Linked DNA regions of Athene noctua: region 2 is linked to region 1. The links are chromatin contacts, called in public Hi-C maps. All regions are on one chromosome and are shown on one strand. Each heading gives the region's core, a stretch centred on a gene start, on an enhancer-like site or on the middle of the called end of the contact. The rest is flanking DNA. Distances are from core to core; before and after follow the strand shown.

Region 1 (4,185 bases), core at 674-3,173:
AGGAGGATGTAATTAGCACAAGTTTCCTCGATTACTGTAAAAGCCTGGTAATTTACTTCAGCAGTTATTTCCAACAATTCATAAAAGCCCAAATGAAAACACAGCACCACTGCATTTCTCAAGCAAAACAAAGCCCAGCATTGAGGCACCATCCTAACAGATCACACTGGTGCACAACGCTGTTACAGGTTTATCTGACTTAAATTGCTATAGTTGTTGGGGAGTGAGCACACAAGGGCATAGGGGTGGACAGCCAAGTTAGTGAGACAACATGTTGCTTTGTCTAACGCCTTACAAAATACACTTCTGAAACAATCCCACACAAATAACTTCCTTCAAAAGAGACAATATCAGATTTAAACTCATGCAAATGATGTGCTTTTTCTTAAATAGTAATGAAACTAGTATCTGAGCAAGTGGTATAGTAAGGACAAAAGAGCTGTTAAAAAAAATCACCTGCGCTTTCACCCTACAGAATGAGACATGGACATTTATGAAGAACAAGTCTTCTCTTAGTAATTGTTCAGAATCGTTGTTCACCAAGGAAAATACTGCTGTCTGTACTAGTGAAAACCACTTAAAGAAATCCCATTTTTAAATTCCATTTCAATTATCTTAAGACATTTAGCTCAATAAATCACCATCTGAATGCAAGTTCTTTATCCCACACTTCAGTTTCTAAGTCTTTGCACCGTTTCATATTTAATCTGTAAAATAAATACCCATTATTCTTAATAAAAATAAATGAATAGTCCATTATCCGTGAGCAGCTTCTTAAAAAGGCCAGCATAAGCACACAATAGGCACAAGCCCAAGTTAACGAATTCGTTTCATTTCTTAGTATTTCCCAGCATCATCAACTGGGAAAGATGACAAATCTGAAATAGACCTGGAATAGTTTCATGGAAAACCACCAGCATAAAGCCTACACCATTTCAGAGCTAAAACGTATCCTGAGCCCTAATATCATGATGTTGCCTTTGTCTATCAAATACGTTAAATTTTGATGTTGCACTATTATGGTTCCAAGCAGAGCTTCCTTTCTTTGCAGGAGAAAGCCACAACCTCTATCACTAACCAAAGCAGCAGAGGACGGCTCTTTTACAGCATGGCTAATGCTCATCCTGCTCCACAGTCTTTCTAAAAGAAAACCGAAGACGATGAGGGAAAAGGAGCAGGAAGGCACAGAGGCATCCTTCTTCCCACCGCGTGAGCCTGCAGGGCCACCCCTCCGGGACCAGGACCGAAGCTGGGCTGGCAGAGGAGGACGAGGAGCCCCAGAGAGCGCTCGAGTCCGGATGGAGAGAGACCACTTCACCAGACGCTGCCTCCGAGCAGAGCTGGCGGCAGGCCGCGCTAGGCCAGCCGGGCTCTTCCCGGCCTCGGGGCTCCAGGAGAGGCCTGACAGCCCCGAGCCGGTGCTCAGCCCCACCGAGGGGCCGCCAAGGCCAGCAAACACCCGCTCCCACCCCTCGGCGGCGCTGGGCCTTGCGGGCCAGGCCCCAAGGCGGATTTACAAGTCCTGCCCGAGGCCGGCGGCGCACGGGGAGGTGGGCTCGGGGCAGGAGGGACGGCAAGGCCTCCACCAGCCCGCCCCAGCCCACCGCCGGAGCCCCAGGTCAGCGCTCTGCCCTTCCCCGCGGGAGCCCCCAGCCGCGCCGACCTTCGGGCCCAGCAAGCCCCCGCCGGGCTCCGGCCCCCCCTCTCCCCAGGTCCCGCCGGAGCGGCGTCCGGCGTCCCCCCCCCGGACGGTGCCGCGCCACTGGCCCGCCCCCCACCCCGTACCTGTGCCCCCCGCGTCAGGCCGCAGCCGCTGAGCTGCCCGTGCCGCAGCTGCGCCAGGATGTTGGTGGCCGCCGCGCGGGCGCCGCGCCGGCCCCCCCCGCCGGGCCCGGGGCCCCCCGCCGCCGCCGCCGCCGCCATGGCCGCTCCTCCGCTCGGACGGAGACAAACAGGAAGCGCCCCCTCCCCCAGCCGCTTTGTACGGAGCGGCGCGAGGGACGCTCCGCAGCGCCCCCGCCCGGGCCTCGCGCGCACCGCGCCGCCGGCGGGCCGCGGGGGACGCTGGGAAGTGTAGTCCGGCTGCGGCGGGGGGCGCATGCGCAGAGCCGCCGCGGGGCGCGAAGCATGCTGGGAAGGAGGAGGACCCGACGTCCCCACCCCTCCGCCCCCAGCCCCGCGCCGCGCGGGGAGGCCGCTGCGGGCCGGCGGGGCTGATCGCCACGTCCGCGGCCTCGCCAGCCCTTCCCCCGCCCCTTGATCTCTCCCCGGGGGCTGCTAAGGCGGCAGGGCCACGACAGGAGTCGCCTGACCTCTACTCCTAAGTTTATTTCCATCAAAATACCTACATCTACTTTTTACTTTTCCTATTACTATCACCGGCTCGAGTGAGCAGAACCAAACCCCTTAGCACTGCGCCCAAGGAGCTGTCTAATCAAATGAGAATAATGACAGAATAGAGACTTGTGATCACACGAAGAGCCCCACGCCAGACCTTTACCACAAACCTGCTCTGCCCCTGGAAGATGGGGAGAAAGCTGGACTCACACAACCTGCTGAGGCAGGTGCTGCTCTCCACACCGAAGCAAAACAGTGTAAATGCCTCCAAGGGTTTAGAGAAAACCAAACCAACACAAAGTCAAAGGAGACACAGTGTTGGGAAGATGGGACGCTTGGGAGCAAGTTCTTGACTAACATCCAAGCAGCAGCTTAGAGGGACCTGAGAGGTGACAATGGTCCCAAACACCCCACTGTCATCCAGAGCGGTTATTGCCTGCCCCAGGGAGCAGCCCAGCTCCGATTCTTGGTGAGACAGCAAGGAGCACAGCATACAATGCGGATGATAGCCAAAATCATGACTGCTTTAAATGCAGGCCTTAGTTAATCTTCCATTTTAACTTCCCTTTGTTGTACCAGGAACAATACAAAGCAATGAAGACACTGGGGATTAACATGATGCTTAATAGCACTGCCTAACCAGTGCGGTGATGGCATCCAGGTGATGTATTTGGAAGTTTTACAGTATCAGGTCTTACATCACTTCTCACCACCATGAATAATTCATGGGCCTGATGATGATCACAGTTTTATTTGTAAAAAGCAAGATCTGTTAATGGATGACTTGCTGTTTAGATAAATTGCTGTTCACAGAAAGCCACTAAGCACTGCATTTGAAGAAATGCAAACATAGCAATCTTATCACTTGCACACTCACACTGACCCAAATACAAACGGCTGCTCTGTCCCTTTTCATACTGCTTCCCCTGCCCCGCCTCCCTTGCTTTTTGGTATGTTTTTTGCCATTTGCCAGCAGTTCATGTGAAGGTCTGACTCTTTTTTTCCTCTACCTTCACCTTTGTTAGCCCCATTAAATTAGTCTTTCAGAAGGTGTTTGACCTTCCATCAATCCACAGCCTCTCCAAATCCAAACAATTATTTTTGAAATACTTCAGAAAATCTGGCCTTATGGGTTGGGCTTTGCAGGCTGCTTGGAGTGGAGGAAAAAAACCACAAACAATTACAAGGACAGCCTCGACAGAAAATGCTAAATTTAGTTTCTGTGCTATCTTTCACAACTCGACAAAAATCCAGTTTCCTTCCAGCCTTTGGCAGATGCCATGAGTATGCACTGTAGGTGGGACCTTTTGAGTGCTGACCTGCCTCGTTTGGAAGCCATCCAAGATTGCCACTACCCATCTGTGTTTCGCACACATCTCATTTTGGATTCCTGACAAAACCTCCTCTATGTTCTGTTAACGTGACCAAGTGCGCACCATATTGCTTGATTGGAGCTCTCCCTCCAGCTGGAATACACTAAAATAGATCTGCCATCTCTTCCCACAGATAGCCTTCATTGTGAGGCCCCTGGGAGGAGTGGCAGCAGGAGATGACAAATTTTAGCTTTATTTTTTTTCCCAGCTGACTTGTGATAGTAATTTTGAATCCATCAAGTTGCCACTAACAGCAGAACCTCTTATGCTATACATACAGGGAAAGGAATCTGATCTCTTGTGGGACAGCCAGACACTGACGATTTCATCCCACCATCCCTTAGAGATTCCCAAACATCTGTCCTTCATCACGTTGCCTATGAAACAGCACAACTTGTACACGTGTCACTAAGGTTCAAGCATGCTCTCTGCCCTTCAGCAACTAGGCCAAGCCACAGTTTTCCATTTAAAGAAA
Region 2 (4,185 bases), core at 791-3,290, 160 kb before region 1:
GCCTGCTTCCCCACAAGGCGTGGAATCAGGTGATATGCCAGAGCCTGGAAAATGGAGCATCCATGGCTGCGATTCAGCCTAGGTGGGGCAGGAGTGCCCGGGGGGTCTTTGTCCCCAGTGCAGTGGCTGTGCTGCAATGTGGGGCCAGGGCACTGAGCCCCCCTCACCCTTCTGGGGTCCCTTATTCTACCCATCAGTTGTTGACCGACTGGAACCACCACCTAGGGATTTGCAAAGCTGCAGGAGAGGCTTAACAAGCCGTGGCCAGAGGCATCCATCCGATTTATAGTGCTTGCTCAGGCCATGAGCAGCATGGAGCTGCAATGAAAGCCTGGGTTTGTTGTACAATCCTGATTTTCCTGTGTCGGGTGCACGGCTCGTTTAGGGCAGAGCCTAAACCAGAGGGTGCCCAGTGCCTGGGGAGGCTCCCCCAGGGAGGGCAGGGGCTGTGTGTTGAGCAGAGGGGTGTCAAGCAATGCCCTAATGCACCCCAGGTGTGTTTATCTCCGGCAAAAGCCGACTGAGACGTGCGGTGGGCTCTGCACCTCGGCCAGGCTCAGGTTTTTGCCCCTGGGGAAAAGAAGCCGTTGCCTTGGGGTTGCGTTGCCCACCATGTAAAGCCGGATCTGAGCAGCGCGGGGGTACGGGGGCCCTGCACGGGCGGGGGAGCTCGGCTTCCCGCCGCGAGGCCGCAGCCAGCCGTGCTGCCGTGGGGGCAGGCACGGAGGAGCATTTTTCAAATGCAGCTTTCGGATGCTGGCAGCGGGTTTGGGGCCCGGTTGTTAACGTATGAGGGACGCGGGCGGGTGGGTGGGAGCACACTCACCCAGGCACTGGTGGCTGACAGCTTCCCCCCTCCAGAGGCACCGTGCGGGGCTGTGCGTGCCCCAGCAGCTGGAGCCGGCACTGGGCAGCATAGCGGGGTGCTCCAGGGGACCCCCACCCATGGGGGTGCCTTGGGATCCTCACAAGAGGGGCCCCGGGGACCTCCCACCCACCCACGGGGTACATGGGGGACCCTGCCTCCGAGGACGCCCTGCCCTTACAGTGGTGCCCTGGGGGACCCCCTCCCGCGGGGGCGGCCCAGGGACCCTTAACCCACAGCGGACCCTCACCGCCGAGGCTGCCCCCGGGGGACCTGCACTGCCGAGGACACCCTGGGGACCCCCTTCCCCCAACCTGCCTTGGGGGACCCTTCCCCTCCAGGGGTGCCCCAGCGCCCTGCACCGCCGGGGACACACGAGGGGACCCCTGTCCCCAGGGGCGCGCTGGGGGGAACCTGCGCTCCCCAGGCGACTCGCCCCGGCCCCGCGCCGCGGAAGATGCCCGGGGGTCCCCTTACCCACGGGGGTGCCCCCCGGTCGGGGCTGCCCCGGGGTCCCGCAGCGCGGGCCGGGGGGGTGCGGCGCGGCGCTGAGCGGGCGGAGGGGTCGCTGTTGCCGCCAGCACGGCCGCCCCCCCCCTCCTCCGCTCCGCTCCCCCCCCGCCCCCCCCCGCCGCCTTTTGTTCGCCGCCCGCGCGCGTCCCCGCCCGGCGGCGGGGCGGGCGGAGCCGGGGCCGCAGCCGCAGCCGCAGCCGGGGCCGAGCCCAGCGCAGCGCAGCGGGACATGGAGGCCGCGCCGGCGGAGCAGGGCCCCCCCGTGCCGCCGCCGCCGCCGCCGCTCCCGGAGAAGAAGAAGAAGCCGCAGCGGGCGCCGTCGCCCGCCCGCCCCAAGGAGGTGCCCGGCTGGTCGCTGGCCAAGAGCCGGCGCGGCGGCGGCGGGGGACACCCAGGCGCGGCCCCGCGGCTGGCGGCGGGCGGCCCGCACTCGCACCCGCACCCGCACCCGCGGCGGGCGGGCGGCGGCAAGGAGGGGCGCCCCGAGAAGCGGGCGGCGGCGGCGGCGGCCCGGGCCGGCGGGAAGGGGCCGGCGGGGCGCGGCGCGGCGCGGGCGAAGGGGCGGTGCCGCGGGGCGGAGACGGCGGCGGCCGGGGCGCGGCGGCCGGGACCCGGACCGGGGCCGGGGCCGGGACCGGGACCGGGGCCGGGAGCGGTGCCCGGGGCGGGGCCGGCGGCCAGCCTGACCGATAGCAGCTCCGAGGTGTCGGACTGCAGCGCCTCGGAGGAGGCGAAGCTGCTCTCGCTGGAGCTGGGGCTCAGCGGCAGCGACGGCGAGTCCCCGGGCAGCGCCCCGCCGCCGCCGCCCTCGGCCGGGGAGGCCTCGCCGCTGCCCGAGGAGCCCTCGGCCGCCTCCATGGCCAGCAGCCGCCTGCAGCTCAGCACCTCGCTCGCCTTCTCCGACCTCACCGAGGAGCTGCTGGACGCCAGCACCGACGGGCTGCTCCGTGAGCTGGAGGACCTGCGCTCTGAGAACGACTATCTCAAGGTGGGCACAGCGGCGTGGCGTCCCCGGGCACGGCTCCGCGTGGCACCGCATCCCGGGGCAGTAGCGGGGCACAGTGTGGCACCCAGCACATGTGTTGGCAAGGCTCAGCATCCCTGGCTGTAGAGTCGTTCACCGTCCCTGGCATGGCATGGCTCGGCACGGCACAGCATCCCTGGCTGTAGCATGGCACGGTGTGGCATCCCAGGGCAAGGGTCAGCATGGCTTAGCATCCCTGGGCACAATACAGCATCCCAGGCCCTGGGTCAGCATGGCTTAGCATCCCAGGGCAAGGGTTGTCACGGTGTGGCATCCCTGGGCATGGCTCAGCGTGACACAGCGTCCCTGGGCAATAACGTGACAGAGCGTGGCATCCCAGGCCTTGGGTCAGTAGGGCTCGGCATCCCTGCACACAACGCAGCATTCCAGGGCGTGGTGTGGCACGGTGTGGCATCCCTGGGCATGGAGTGGCTCAGTATGGCACAGCATCCCAGGGCAATAGCACCCCCAGGTACAGCGTGGCACAGCGCAGCATCCCTGGGCATGGCTGTGCGCAGGGCACAGCTCAACTCGGCTCAGCCTACCATGATATCACTGAGCGTAGCCTGGCCTGGCTCAGCTGGGCAGCACAGCATGGCATGGATGCATGCAGGGATTGGCATGGCTCAGCCCAGCACAGCATCACTGAACATGGCCTGGTACAGTTTAGCTGGGCTCAGCTCAGCGTAGCATGGCCCAGCTGGGGATGGACTGGCATGCTATGGCTGGGCTTGGCTAAGCTCAGCATAGTGTGCCATGGCTGAATGTATGGCACGGCTTGCCTAAGCCTGGCATGGCCCAACTGGACATAGAGCAAAGCTCAGCTTGGCACAGCATGTCCTGGCTGGGCCCAAGACCTGGCCTGTCTCAGCACAGCAAGGCCCAGCTGGGCATGGTCCAGCATGGTGTGGCATGGCTGGGCGCTGCTTGGCTCAGCATAACGTGGCATGCTTTGGCACAGGGCGCGTGTTGGCGCAGTGTGGGCCAGCTGGGCATGGCCAGCCCTGGCATGGCATAGACGGGTGCAGCATGGCCAAGCCTAACATGGCCCCAGCTTGGCATGGGTAGGCAAGGCACAGCTCAGCGTGGCACAGCTGTGCTTAGCCCAGCTTGGCATGTTGAGCATGACGGGTTGGCTCAACCTGGTTTGGCATCCTGGGACACAGTATGGTACGGCCTGACCCCACACAGCTGGGCAGAGCTCGGCCTGGCACAGGATGGGGAGCTCACCACTGCCCTCTGTGCCTGCTGACACTGCCAGACCCTGGGGAGATTTTCCACCTTCCATCTTTCCACTGCTTCCCGTGCTCCCCGAGGCCTTTTTCCGGGTGTACAGTGTGGCTGCCAGGTTTAGGGTGCGTGGTGAAGTCAGGGCAGATGTGCTGCATGGGTTCAGGGGCACAGAGCATTCTGCCTCCGGTTACACATCGACCTGATGCACCTTGGCATGCACTGCCTGCTGCGGGGTGGGCACAGACACCCACCAGGCGCCATGTCCCAGTGGACTGCAGGCATTTTGCACCCTCTGTTCTTCTTCAGGGTGGAGCTGTGGATGAGATGCTTGTGCAGTCACCTGCTGGGGGGCTCAGGGGTAGGTACAGTGTCTCGCTGGCTGCTCTTTGGATGTCACAGGTTGGAAATCAGGCCAGCTCTCAACCACTGGTGCCAAAGTTTGTAAATACGTCAGGTTCATAGCTACGAGGTGGGAGCTAGGTGTTGGGTGATGCGCTCAAAGATGCTTGATCAGGCCCTTTGTCCATTAGCAAAGCCCTGGTTCACAGCT

What was found. Hi-C and Micro-C count contacts between places; a contact is called where the count stands out from the background.
Region 2: a contact with region 1 is called in a Hi-C map of heart, with 3 times the contacts expected there. The contact joins the promoter of MTCL2 here to the promoter of TRPC4AP in region 1. A contact is called at or near these places in 2 of 2 Hi-C or Micro-C datasets (heart and liver).

The regions. Positions count from the first base shown.
Region 1 is chr16:3,035,886-3,040,070 of bAthNoc1.hap1.1, reverse strand. It overlaps TRPC4AP (transient receptor potential cation channel subfamily C member 4 associated protein), which reads right to left and starts at 1,923. Exons shown (of 19, transcript XM_074920596.1): 1 at 1,786-1,923. The coding sequence starts at 1,923.
Region 2 is chr16:3,200,775-3,204,959 of bAthNoc1.hap1.1, reverse strand. It overlaps MTCL2 (microtubule crosslinking factor 2), which reads left to right and starts at 2,040. Exons shown (of 16, transcript XM_074920622.1): 1 at 2,040-2,366. The coding sequence starts at 2,235.